Regions from separate parts of the Mus musculus genome. Here regions 1 and 2 are each linked to region 3. Evidence: chromatin contacts called from public HiChIP or PLAC-seq and promoter capture Hi-C data. All regions are on one chromosome and are shown on one strand. Each heading gives the region's core, a stretch centred on a gene start, on an enhancer-like site or on the middle of the called end of the contact. The rest is flanking DNA. Distances are from core to core; before and after follow the strand shown. Region 1 holds the start of Urod (uroporphyrinogen decarboxylase). Region 2 holds the start of Trabd2b (TraB domain containing 2B). Region 3 holds the start of Mob3c (MOB kinase activator 3C).

Region 1 (3,848 bases), core at 185-2,684, 1.2 Mb before region 3:
TAAGGGGGCGGAACAACCAGGGCTCTGGCTAGATCCAGGGGGTCTTTTGTGGGGTCCCTGCCATCCGGGGCGCACCTTGGTCAACTTCACCCAGAGCCCGTGGCCGTTGCACAGCTCCTCGCCAGTGGTGCGCACACAGGCGCCGCGCCGGAGCTCGATACTGTCACGGGCGGCGCGCAGGGGTCCAGAGCCTGTGCCCGGGGCAGCGCCCACGGCTCCCACACGCAGCCCCAGGCCCTCTGCTTCCCACACGGGCAGCAGCACGCGCGAGGGTCCCGCCGGGTCCTTGTACAGCTTGTAGAGCACTTCCCGCGGCACGAAAGCTAGCGCCGCAGGCAGTGGCAGCCCGGCCCGGAGGCTCCGCGCCGCCTCCGCCAGGAAGCGCACGCGACCCAGGAGCTGCCGCGGGGACTCAAGCGCCGCGCCGGGGCCAGGGCCGGCCATAGCGAAGCCGCTGAAGTGAGACTCGTCCAGGGAAACCCTGGCCGGCCGCAGCCAGGGGACAGCAAGCAGAGCTTCCCACCACACCCGGCCCCACCTCCCACCCTACCTTACCGTATGTTTTAGATTAAATGCACAACCTATTACCACCATAGTGTCAGGTGTTCCTATTTTGTAACCCGCCACCGAGTGCTACTATCCTTGTTCAGTCTTTATTCGACCCACTCTGATGATTTGGAGTCCTGTCTTTGTCTCCCCGTCCCCAACGAATATTACATTTGAAGAAATCTTTTTGTTGTTATTGTGTTGTTTTGTTTCTCTGTGTAGTCCTGGCTGTCCTGGAACTCACTACAGTCTGTAGATCAGGTTAGCCTCAAACTCAAAGATCCTCGCACCTCTACCATCCGACTGCTGGGATTGAAAGCGTGAGCCACCACACCAGGCTTGAGAAATCTTATAAAAATTGTTCAACTATCCTAGGGGGCGTGTGACTAAAATGTTTGGTAGAATGACCCCTTTTCCAGTCACTGATAGGAATGTACAATCGTTCTGGATAGATGCTATTTGTTGTTTCTAATTCCAGGAGACTAATAATCGTTGCCCACTTAAATGCGATTTTGGCTTCCTAGACGATTGCTAGAGCAGTTCCTGTCCTGCTCAGCACTCTTACCACTTCTACAAATTGGTTAGTAGTGTAAATGTAGAGCCTAAAATCTTCGGTTTCTATACAGCTAGACGACATTGTGAGACTCATGGACTGGAGTGAGAGCGAGGCTTGTACTAAGTCTTCTATACCACAGATGAGAAAAGTTTTAACATGTATTGGGAAGTCATTTCTTTGGGGCATTTGCTACTGCGTCGCAACAGTGGACTTTACGGTAAAAAATTGTTTGGGTCCTACGGGCAGCAGGGAGGGCAGCCCCACAGCTGTCACTGGATCGGTCACGTGGTTCTCAATATGGCGCCGCCCAGGGTTCTCTTCAGGAAGGGGCGGGGACTGGGGTGTCGGGGCGGAGCCTCAGATTAAAGCGGAGACCGCTCAGTTACTGTTTACCATGGAGGCGAACGGGTTCGGGTGAGTTTTCTGCTGCACGCGCTTGTGGCTACGTTACTTTCTGATCCGAGTCTTCCAATTCAGGGATATGTCCTTAAACTCTTATTTTTATTGGAGCTCTCCAAGTCTGAACCCAAGTCGCTGAGATTCCAAATCTTGCAGTCATGGAACAGAACCTTTCCCGCTCCCTGCCCCCCCCTCTTCCCGCAGTCTCCATTCCAGGGACTACCGTGCGGGACTGCGTCCCGAGACTTTCTTTCGAGGTGACTCAGAACTTCTAACTAGCACCTGGGACCATCAGCTTTGATCCTTTCTCGTTTTGGGGATCCCAGCTTCTCATGCTTGCCGCTCGGTTCCCCAAATTAACTCCTTTCCCCTAATCCCCTTACTGGATCTTCATTCCACTTCTCTAGTCCCTCCAGTTTCTTTGAGTTTGGGAAAGTGGACAAATGTGTAGGAAAGAGGCCCTAGTGGGGCCCTCCTCCTGGGAGCTTGTGCGCCACTTGATAGAGGGGAGGCGGTGGGCGGGGAGCCATGGTTTGCAAGCTGGTCTGGAGTAGGCAGATAACGGCCTGACTGGACCGGTGCCCTCCCCGAATCCCAGTCTAGCATAATGACATTTACTCCTACCTGTACCTTTCACCTGATCTCCAGACTCCAGAATTTCCCGGAGCTGAAGAATGACACGTTCCTGAGAGCAGCCTGGGGAGAGGAAACAGACTATACTCCCGTTTGGTGCATGAGACAGGCAGGCCGCTACTTACCAGGTCAGGGGCAAAGCTGTGGTCTAGATAAAACCTGAAATTCTAGATGGTGAAGATAGGAGAAGATAGTAACTTTGGAAGACCTTGTGGCTGAGTCCTGTCCTCCATCTCCCCTTGTAGAGTTTAGGGAAACCAGGGCTGCCCAGGACTTCTTCAGCACCTGCCGATCTCCCGAGGCTTGCTGTGAACTGACTCTACAGGTGAGGGCCCCACGAACCAGGGTGGGGTTCATGCCCCCAGTGTGTCTCCTTACTAACCTACTTGCTATTCCCTGCAGCCACTACGAAGGTTTCCTCTGGATGCTGCCATAATTTTCTCTGACATCCTTGTTGTACCCCAGGTACTCAATCCTGATCCTGGATTGTGGACTTTAAAAAAAGAGGGGAGAGGGAGGAAGGCACTCATTGGAAATCCTCTGTCTTGTCAGGTTTAAATACATAACGGGGAAGCGGCAAACGCTAGGGATGGAGTTTGCAGGAGGTTTTAGTCTTTTCTTTGTTGCATACGTTGAACAGAAACCTCTGAGTTCCAGGCTGTGTACCCATATATTTTATCCCCCTTAAGGCATTGGGCATGGAGGTGACCATGGTACCTGGCAAAGGACCCAGCTTTCCAGAGCCATTAAGAGAAGAGCGGGACTTAGAGCGTCTACGGGATCCAGCAGCAGCGGCTTCAGAGTTAGGCTATGTGTTCCAAGCCATCACCCTTACTCGACAACGGCTGGCCGGACGTGTGCCACTAATTGGCTTTGCTGGTGCTCCGGTAATGCGGCCAGGGGTGTGGATGGGAGCATGGAGAGGTCAGGCTCCTAGGTCTGGAATAGACAAGGGATCCTGTGTCTGCCGTCCTCATCTTTTTGTAGTGGACCCTAATGACATACATGGTTGAAGGCGGCAGTTCAAGCACCATGGCTCAGGCCAAACGATGGCTCTACCAAAGGCCACAGGCCAGTCACAAGCTGCTTGGCATACTCACTGATGTTCTGGTCCCATACCTAATAGGACAAGTGGCTGCTGGTGCTCAGGTGAGTCTTTAGGGACAAATAGGTAAATGGTTTCCCAAACTGGAGAAAGCAGGGATGTTACTTTTCCTCCAATGATCTGGTTAGAGTATCTAAGTGGTTTTCAACCTTCCTAATACTGTGACCCTTTAATACAGTTCCTCATGGTGTGGTGACCCCCAACTATAAAATGATTTTGTTGCTAATTCATAGCTGTACTTTTCCTACTGTTGTAAATTGTAATGTAAATATCTGGTATACAGGAGATCTGATATGCGACCCCTGAGAGAGGGTCATTCCACCCAGAAGGGGTTGTGACCCACAGGTTGAGAACCATGTAGATTCTTAGCCCTTCCTGAGACTGTCAGCAGGGCTTTAAGGTCTGAGGGTCTGGAGAAGGTAAAACTTTATTGTTATTATTATTTTTGATTCACCTGTTTCTGCCTCCCCAGTGCTCGGGTTAAAATCATGTGCACCACTGCCTGCCCCTCTCTCTTTCTTTCTCTCTCTTTTCTTTTTTCTCTTTTCTCTTTTCTTTTCTTTTTTCTTTTCTTTCTGTGTATCCTTGGTTGTCCTGAAACTCAATCTG
Region 2 (4,000 bases), core at 290-2,789, 1.4 Mb after region 3:
GCAGGTCACGGGTGTTAGCTACTTTGCTCCACTCACTGAGACCATAGGTGAGAAAGGGTTTTAAAATCTTGCAAAGCCAAAGCAAGTCTCAGTTGCTGGTGTGGGAGGAGAGGATTTCATAGAATTAACCCCAGGAAGCATACATATTCTGGGTGCTTTCTAAACTCCCCCCACCAAAAAGGTGAGCCTAGCTCTCCATTTCCAAGTCTGTCTTTGTCTGTGACCTAGGCACACACTATGGTTGTTTTTTCCAGTATCAATTAGGATTTGGAAAGAAACAGGAGTAGGGGACTATCTCCCAAGCAAAGTCAGTTTCCATCTAGAAAAGTCCCTGGAGTGACCACTGACCACTTAACAAACTTTAGGTCAACTCATAACATATTCCTCCCTGATTCTGGCACAAATGAAAAGTATTTATTGTGGGTGGTGGACACAGAACCATAGTTTACCAACAAACCTTACAAATGTGAATGCACAATAGACAGTGCCTACCAGCTATCCAGCTGGTTTCTTGCACAAGGCAGACTGCTAGCTGTGCACCTTGCCCAAGGCCAACCTATGCCCTGCTAATAGGGTAGCACAGGAAGATCCTGCAACAGTATTCTCGTCTCCTGGCATCTAGTTCAGGATGATTGCCAACGCATTAATCTATATTTGAAGATAAGGGCATTGCAGGAAAAAATATCAAGAGATGCCGGGTTTGGAGAGGAAAGTTGGGAGAAGCAATAATTACTTGGTGCCCTTAGGAAAATATTAGACAAGCAAGTTCATCCTGTCATTTCCGTTTCTCTCCTATGATATCTTACCCTTTTCAGGAAACAGGGGCATTTGGGACAATCGGTACTGGGTAGGGTCTGGGGTACAGAGGGAGAGGAGTGAGAATGAGCACCAGGGTTGGAGGATCCAGCCTTAGGTCAGAAAAAGGGTCAAGGAGAGGGAGGGATGCCTGGCCTGGGGCACTGTGTGAATGAAACAGCAAAAGGGTTGGAAGTCAGGGTGTAGAAAAGGGTACTAGGTGTTGGGAAGATGAAGTCAGAAGAAGGCAACCAAAGGGTAAAGGTAGGATAAAAGACAGGAGAGTTAGAAGCGGACACAGAGAGGGGATCCATCCAACCAAGACCAAAAGTCTAGGGGAAACTGTCCGCGAGTGGAGAAGGAACCATCTGGGCTGGGCTCAGACTTGGAGTCCGGGAGGACAGATGCTAGGGAAGGGAGCCCAGGCTGTGCCCAGAGGGCGGAGGTGGAGCGAGTGGGCTGAATGGAGAAGGCTGGTCCCAAACCCTGGCCCCTCAGGCTGGAGTGTCCAGGCAGGCGGGAGAGTGGCAGGGCTGGTGCTCGCTCACCGATCCAGGCGGCCGGCACTGTCCTCCGTCGGGGGGTTGCGGACGGGCGCGGGCGGTGGCAAGGAGGGCGGCTAGCAGCGGCCCCGCCAGGGCGGCGTGCATCCTGCCGGGGCCCGCGGGACGCGGGGGTCCCTCTTGGGCAGCGCCCCCTCAGCAGGGCGGGGAGCCCCCAGCTGGGCACCGAGGATCTTCTGGAGCACAGGGCTCCAGGCGCGAGATGCTGGGAGCCCGCTGGGGCGTGGCTGGATGTCCCTGTCGGACCTGGGGGTCTCTCTGGGGCGGGGCTCCGGTCTGTTGGAAGAGGGGGATCCTCTGGGGCGGGGCCCCTCACCAGGGCGCGCAGCCGGGTTGGCCGAGCCCCGGAATTCTGAGAGCGCGCAGGGGTCCTAGAGCGCGTGGGGGTCCCGGAGCCGCGTCAGGGTCCAGGGGTACGCGGGGCTCCTGGGGCAGTCCTGAGATTCCAGGGTGAGCGGGGGAACTCGGGTTATGCTGGGCACCCGGGGCGCGCAAGGGTCCCAGGGGTGCGCGGCGCTCCAGGGGGCGCGCAGTGGGACAAGTGCGGCAGAGGGCGCGGCGGGGCGGGGGTCTGCTCTGAGGTGCCGGGCTGCCCCCGAGCCCGGCTCAGAGGGGCGGCGGGCGGCCGCGCGGCCGCTGCCCGGGCTCCGCCATGCTGCTCCGCGGCCGGGAGGGAGGGAGAGAGGAGGGCGGGAGAGCGGCGCGGAGCCGGGCCGGGCGGGGGGCTGGGGCCGCCGGGCGGGGGAGGGGAGGACCCGGCGCGGGAGGCGGGGGGCCGGGGCCGCGGCGGGCCGGGCCGGGCCGGGCCGCAGGGAGTCGGAGCGAGCTCGGCGCCCGGGCGCGGCGAGGCGGGGTCTGCCGGGCATGGCAGGCGCTCGCTGGCTCCGCGCTCGCTCTCTCGCTCGTTCCCTCGCACGCGCGCGGAGGGAGGCGAAGCCCGCAGCAGCCACTTCCCAACTTTCCAAACTTCCCAGCGCAACTTTTTCCTCTCCTCCCCTGCCTGCGCCTCCTCCCTCCTCCCTCTCCTTTCCTCTCCTCTCTCCAGCTCTGCGCCGGGATGTAGCTCCTGAGCGCTACCGCCAGAGGGCGTCTGGCTCAGTGGACCTTGGGTTAAGGTGGAAGTCCAATGGTCAGGCTGAGACAAATTTGGGAACATGGGCCAGTTTCTCAGAGCACATCTGCGAGGCCTGGCGAGAGTAAGCAGTTAACAGGACAGGATTTGTGTAGGCACTTCGAGGTATATCGGAGAATGAGATGGTCACTGGAGATCCAGAAAACGTGGTATTTGCTTACAACGTTTTGTCATGCTGCTGTGCCTAACACCACCACATGTGTTCCTAGGCACTCTGCAAAGACCCACTACATTAAATTAAAACATGTCTAAAGAACATAAAACAATTAGAATTCCTTGGAAGCTCCATTCAGTCAGTCATTCTCCTGTCTGTTTCTCTGGGTGTACACACACACACACACACACACACACACACACACCGCTGTTGTTAAACAAGATTTGCTAAGACTCTATCCTGATATTGGAGGTTAAAGATAAATTGTGTGATATTATCAGAAGTCTATAGCTGACAGACATGATGAGATATGCAAGTAGACAATTAAAATACAATCATAGCAGAAGACCAAGAAAAGGCAGGCAGAGGAAGGGTTCCTGAGGCAGGCTCAATGGACCTCAGGCTAAGAGGTGGAAGTCAGGCTGAGACAAATTTGGGGATATGGGTGAGTTTCTCAGAGCAGATCTGCGAGGCCTAGTGAGCATAAGCAGTCAGCAGGACAGGCTATGGGTAGGCACTTTGAGGTATATCAGAGGTGCCCTGGAGTCAGGGCAAAGCCCTAGGAGATGATCTTTAAGATCTTTAAATCAGCAGTAGCTAATAGAAGGGAGTGAAGTGGCCGGGTGTGGTGGCGCATGCCTTTAATCCCAGCAGCACTCAGGAGGCAGAGGGCAGCCTGGTCTACAAAGTGAGTTCCAGGACAGCCAGGGCTATACAGTGAAACCCTGTCTTGAAAAAAGAAGAAGAAGAAGAAGAAGAAGAAGAAGAAGAAGAAGAAGAAGGAGGAGGAGGAGGAGGAGGAGGAGGAGGAGGAGGAGGAGGAGGAGGAGGGAGTGAAGCAGATGGATCACCTGCTGCCAAGGTATAAAAGTGGGATAAAAGGGCCTTCAAGGGACTGCCTACAGAAAGCAGATGGCCAGAACCTGTGTCATCATGCCAGGCCTGAGAGCATGCCTTTGTATGTATACAGTCATGGGAAGATACTCCAAGATTCAAATTTGCAAGTGGCTAGGTTATATCTTTACTTACAGGGCTCATGATTGAGGGAACAAAGTAGAGGCAGAGTGGCCAGTGGAAGCCAAGGCCTGATCCTAGGCCTTTTGGCTCCCAGCTAAGGGCCCTCCTCCCCTCTCTCCACTCCTGCCTCGGTTGCACATGGAACCACTAGAGAAAGGAAGGCTCAAAGTGTGAGTGAAGCAGAATGACTTGCCTCTCCGAGCCTAGAATGCGAGCAACTAAGAACTGGACTAAAAGTGAAGGATGTAAGCACCAGAGGTGGCTGTGAAATTTCCACTTTTTTCTTTGCAATTGCCTACAGTTCAAACTGCTAGATATCAGGAGCAACTTGTTCTGCTC
Region 3 (4,414 bases), core at 680-3,179:
TGACTGCCTCTGACTCAACTTTGAAGCAAGTTTCCTTTTTCATTGATAACTGCTGGGGCAGGACTGGGGAAGAAAGGGAGGGGATAAGGCATTTCTGAGGCCTCCGCTTTCCTTTGGCCTCCCCATTACTGATTGATTGTTACAGATTCTCTCACTCTGCCTTTCAATTCCACAGCCTACCTTTCCTGACCCACCGGCCTCCAGCAGCCACCCTGGGATTCTTCTTGATCCCTAAACATGTCCTCACTGTCCTGCCTGTGTGTCTTTTGCTGGTCAGTTTCTGTTTTCTCTTTCTATCTGACCGAATGATCCCTTCTTTGGCAGCTTCCTCCAGATCCCAACCTTGTGTGTGGCTTCTCTGACTGCTTGTTCCTACCCCTCTCCGTCAGGACTTAAGTTGGTGGCTAGGCTTTAGCTTAGACTCTAGAGTCTTAGAGTTGGCTGGGGAGATGTCTCAGTGGGTAAACTTGCCTGAGTTTGATTCTTGGGACCAACATGGTGGAAGGAGAGCACTCCCACAAACTGTCTCTGACCTCCACATGTGCACTGTAATGCGCACATAAATGTGTGTGTTCCCGAGCTCATACGTGCATGCATGAGCAAGTGTGTGGACACACATAAATAAATGTAATTAAGTTTTGAAAGTAAATCTTGCCTCTCAATAAATGAAAAGTGAGGGGGAAAGAACTGATATCAGCTCTGGGCCTCCATCTCTGCATGCCCATCTTCATATACCCACAGCACCACACACACACACACACACACACACACACACACACACATACACACACACGTTGGGATAGCTGAGAGGTCAAGTGGTACGTCCCACATGAACAGATGGCGAAACTGAGGCCTAGGAGGAGGATTTGAGGAGCCTGAATTTGCACAGCAAGTTAGAAGTAGGGGACTGGTATAAAAAGGGACTCAGCCTATGACAAGGTACAAAGTGTCCCTTTCCTGCTGTCTGGCCACTGGCCTGATATAGATAATTGTGAAGGAAGGGAGTAGAGAGGCCCCACCTCCTTAGTATAGAACTTTAGGCCCCAGGACTTTTCCTAGAAAGAGTAAACTTGGAGGTGAGTACGGAAGGTAAGCTAAGAGGGCATCCCGTCTGTTAGCACTATCCTCTCCCAGCCTCACACGGAGCCTCTCTTCCTCTTCCCTGTGGACCCCCCACTTTAATTACTAGGTAGGTGGTCAGTGGTTTGCTTACTCCGTGACCAAGCATTTAATCTTCCTAGATGAAGAGCACAGGCTGACTGACACTGCCTGTTTGTCTTACCTCGTCCCCTGCCAGGGACACACCTGCTCCTTCCTTAGTCTGGCTTAGAATCAGCCAGAAGATGGTCCCAGTTTGAACTCAGAATCTAGCCTAGCACGCCCTGCGGGACAAGATCTAAGTTTGAGATTCTCAGAGAAAGAGGGAGCGACAGACGCAGCGCTGTCCAGCCAGACCCGCCCCTACCTCCCGCGAGCTCCTAAGAACCTCCCCTTAGCTTCAGCTGTTAGGGCCAAACAGGTCCTAGGACCCAGAGGAGCCAGCCTGACATTTCCGCTCCTGAAGACACGCCCCCCACCACCGCCAGCTACCGCCACCCCCACCCCGGACTTCGGACACTGAGAGCCTCGGACCCTGGGCTGAGGACTGTGGCCAGCCTGCTTTTGGGCCGGAGTCGCTTCCAGAAGGTGCCACGCGAGGACCAAGAAGAACTAAAAGTGGAAGCAAGACTGGGCCCTGGGGGGCGCGGAGACGCGGCGCTCACTCACCCGCTCCGCCTGAGTGGACAGCTCCGGGTCTCTGTCCCTGCGGCCACACCGCAACGCGCCGGTCGTCCTCCGGCCTGTGATCCCGCCGTGCGGGTCTCAGCGTCTACCCACCAGTCTGATCTGGGCCGCGGCCGCCGTCCCGCCGCCAGTGCTCGAGGAGACGCCAGCTCCGCCCCAGGCTCAGCCACGCCGCGGCCACGGGGCGGGGAGGGGCGGGGAAAGGGACTCCCCCGTCCCAGGATACTTACTCTTCTCTTTAGCCTTTCCGGGAAGTGGGAAGTCCGATCGGGCTCGCTGTCTCCCCGAGGGCAAAGGACTAACTGAGGAGCCGCCCCAAAGGACCGCCTGGATCTTCCCTAAGGAGATAGCCTCAGATTCATAGGCTGTAGAATGGGAACAAGTTTAGCTTCCGCCTGAAGCAGAAAGAAAAACCGCTGTGGTTTGAATGGTTTCCTAGCCCTCCTGCAGTTATCTGAGCTTCACTTGTCTTTGAATTCAATAAAAGTTCCTAGCAGCCAATGTGTTCAGCTTCAGTCCACTGCCATACAGAGCAACTCAAAACCCACCACTGGAGGCTGCTGCTGGTGGATGGCGCATGTCTTTAATTTCAACACTAGCGAGGTAGAGGCAGGCAAATCTTTGAGTTCCAGGCTGCTAGCCAGCCAGGCTAGCCAGGGCTAGGTGGTAAGATGGTCTCTCTCTCTCTTAAAAACAAAACAAAACAAAACAAAACAAAACAAAACAAAACAAAACACCAAAACCAAAACCAAACCAAACCAAACCAAAACAACCAAACACTTAAATGAATAGCACACGTATGGGAGCCGTGGACTGGGTCAGTCCAGACAGAAACATTCCCAAAGAATGTTCAAAGAAGACCTCGCCTTCCTTGCACCTGGTTCTGGTTCTGTAGACTCTCACACCATCCAAAGTTACCCATTTCCTATCTTCCTTTGTCTCTGTTGTTCTTTAGAATGGCTTCTCTCCCAGCCTGTTCCATCTGGCTCCAAACCTTTGCATACTTGATCTACACTACCCACTCTTCTACCTAGATTCCTCCCCTGGAAACAGGCTGCTATCCCACATCAGTGCTCAATGCATACCATGGCTTGGCCCCAGGAACCTGTCTGCAGGATCTGCCTAGGGTGAGGAGGTTGAAGACAGAGTTCTACTAGGTGAGTGCTATGGTTAACCTTCATTGTTAGCTTCACTAGCTTCGGAACTACCAAGGAGTCGCCTCTCTGGGAGTGTGTATTCCCAAGGGGTTGTTTAACTGAGGAGGACTGGCTCTCCTTGAATGTGTCTCCTGCCATCCTGAACTAAACTAACAGAAAGGTGGGTGAGGGTGGGGGAGCCAATAGAGCACAGGTGTCCATCCACCTCCATTTCTTCACCACTGTTCCAGACTCTTGCTGTCACAGCTTAGAGCCTGTCTTGACATACTTTCCCTACCATGGTGGACTGCACTCTCAAACTGTGAGCCAAAACAAAAAGCTTTTCCTTAGTATTTTGTTACAGCATAAAAAGTAAGTACCACAGAAGGCCAAGGCAGGCAGCTGGGCTGCCGAAGACATCCCGGAGGACATGAAAGCGAGAAGGAGTGACTGCGGAGACATTGGAGCCTGAGGCTTTATACTGAGACACAACTGCTCCATTGGATTCCCTGGCTCTGGGTCTGCTTTCTCAACCACATGAGAACACACTTAGATCCTTAAGAATTTTAGGTTAGGGGTTGGATAGATGGCTCAGCCGTTAAGAGCACTGACTGCTCTTCCAGAGGTCCTGAGTTCAATTCCCAGCAACCACATGGTGGCTCAAAACCATCTGACACCCTTTTCTGGTGTGTTTGGAAAGAGCAATGGTGTACTCATATACATAAAGTAAATAAATCCTCTTTAAAAAAGAATTTTAGGTTAGAACTGAGGACTCATCTTTGACTAGGGGCTTCTCTCTATCTTCCTCTCTTTCTCTCTTCCTTTCTTTTAAATTTATTTATGTATGAGTGCTCTGTTGCATGTACACATACATGCAAGCCAGAAGAGGGCATCAGATCCCTTTATAGATGGTTGTGAGCCACCATGTGGGTACTGGGAATTGAACTCAGGACCTGTGGAAGAACAGTCAGTGCCCTTAACCACTAAGCCCTCTCTCCAGCCCCGTAAGGACTTATTTCTTCTCCAGCATAAAATTTCTTATAAACTTTTACATGTTGATGGAATTCACATTTGACATACTGTCAATTTGATATAATTATCAGAGCATTTTTGTTGAGTGTGACAGTGTGCTGAGATTAAGATGATGAATCAGTCACTGATTTCAGGTGCTGACAGATCAGCAGCTGCAACACAACATATGCAGGTAACCATGTCAGAGCTTAGTCGTTCAGAGATAGAAGTGGGGTACATAATGCACTGATGGTCCAATGCTAGGCAAGGGTGGGGATATTCACAGGCAACCCAGAGCACCCTGTTTTGAGGAGACTTTAACAGTGGCACTGCATATAGATGTAACTAGTTGTAGGGAAGCCATGTACAGACTATACCACCAATGAGATAGCAAGGACTGCAGATAGCTGTCAGCAACCCTAAGCTGAGGTACACTGGGAATAGGAGATATGAGAAGGCTATAGCTAGCTCTGTGGCCTAAG

The links. HiChIP or PLAC-seq counts read pairs in DNA pulled down with a chosen protein or histone mark. Capture Hi-C pulls out chosen DNA fragments and counts their contacts.
Region 1: a contact with region 3 is called in a promoter capture Hi-C map of liver, with 4 times the contacts expected there. The contact joins the promoter of Urod here to the promoter of Mob3c in region 3. A contact is called at or near these places in 3 of 39 promoter capture datasets (liver and pre-B cells) and 1 of 9 other capture datasets (liver).
Region 2: an H3K27ac HiChIP or PLAC-seq map of embryonic stem cells shows a contact between it and region 3, with 4 times the contacts expected there. The contact joins the promoter of Trabd2b here to the promoter of Mob3c in region 3. A contact is called at or near these places in 2 of 39 promoter capture datasets (cranial neural crest and hippocampal neurons) and 1 of 115 datasets of contacts at active chromatin or transcription factors (embryonic stem cells).

What each region holds. Positions count from the first base shown.
Region 1 is chr4:116,991,999-116,995,846 of GRCm38.p6, reverse strand. It overlaps Urod (uroporphyrinogen decarboxylase), which reads left to right and starts at 1,434. Exons shown (of 10, transcript NM_009478.4): 1 at 1,434-1,516; 2 at 2,150-2,262; 3 at 2,380-2,459; 4 at 2,537-2,599; 5 at 2,824-3,021; 6 at 3,122-3,283. The coding sequence starts at 1,497. Hectd3 (HECT domain E3 ubiquitin protein ligase 3) reads right to left here and starts at 513. Exons shown (of 21, transcript NM_175244.4): 1 at 76-513. The coding sequence starts at 444.
Region 2 is chr4:114,404,263-114,408,262 of GRCm38.p6, reverse strand. It overlaps Trabd2b (TraB domain containing 2B), which reads right to left and starts at 1,539. Exons shown (of 7, transcript NM_001085549.1): 1 at 1,344-1,539. The coding sequence starts at 1,445.
Region 3 is chr4:115,825,595-115,830,008 of GRCm38.p6, reverse strand. Mob3c (MOB kinase activator 3C) reads right to left here and starts at 1,929. Exons shown (of 4, transcript NM_175308.5): 1 at 1,768-1,929.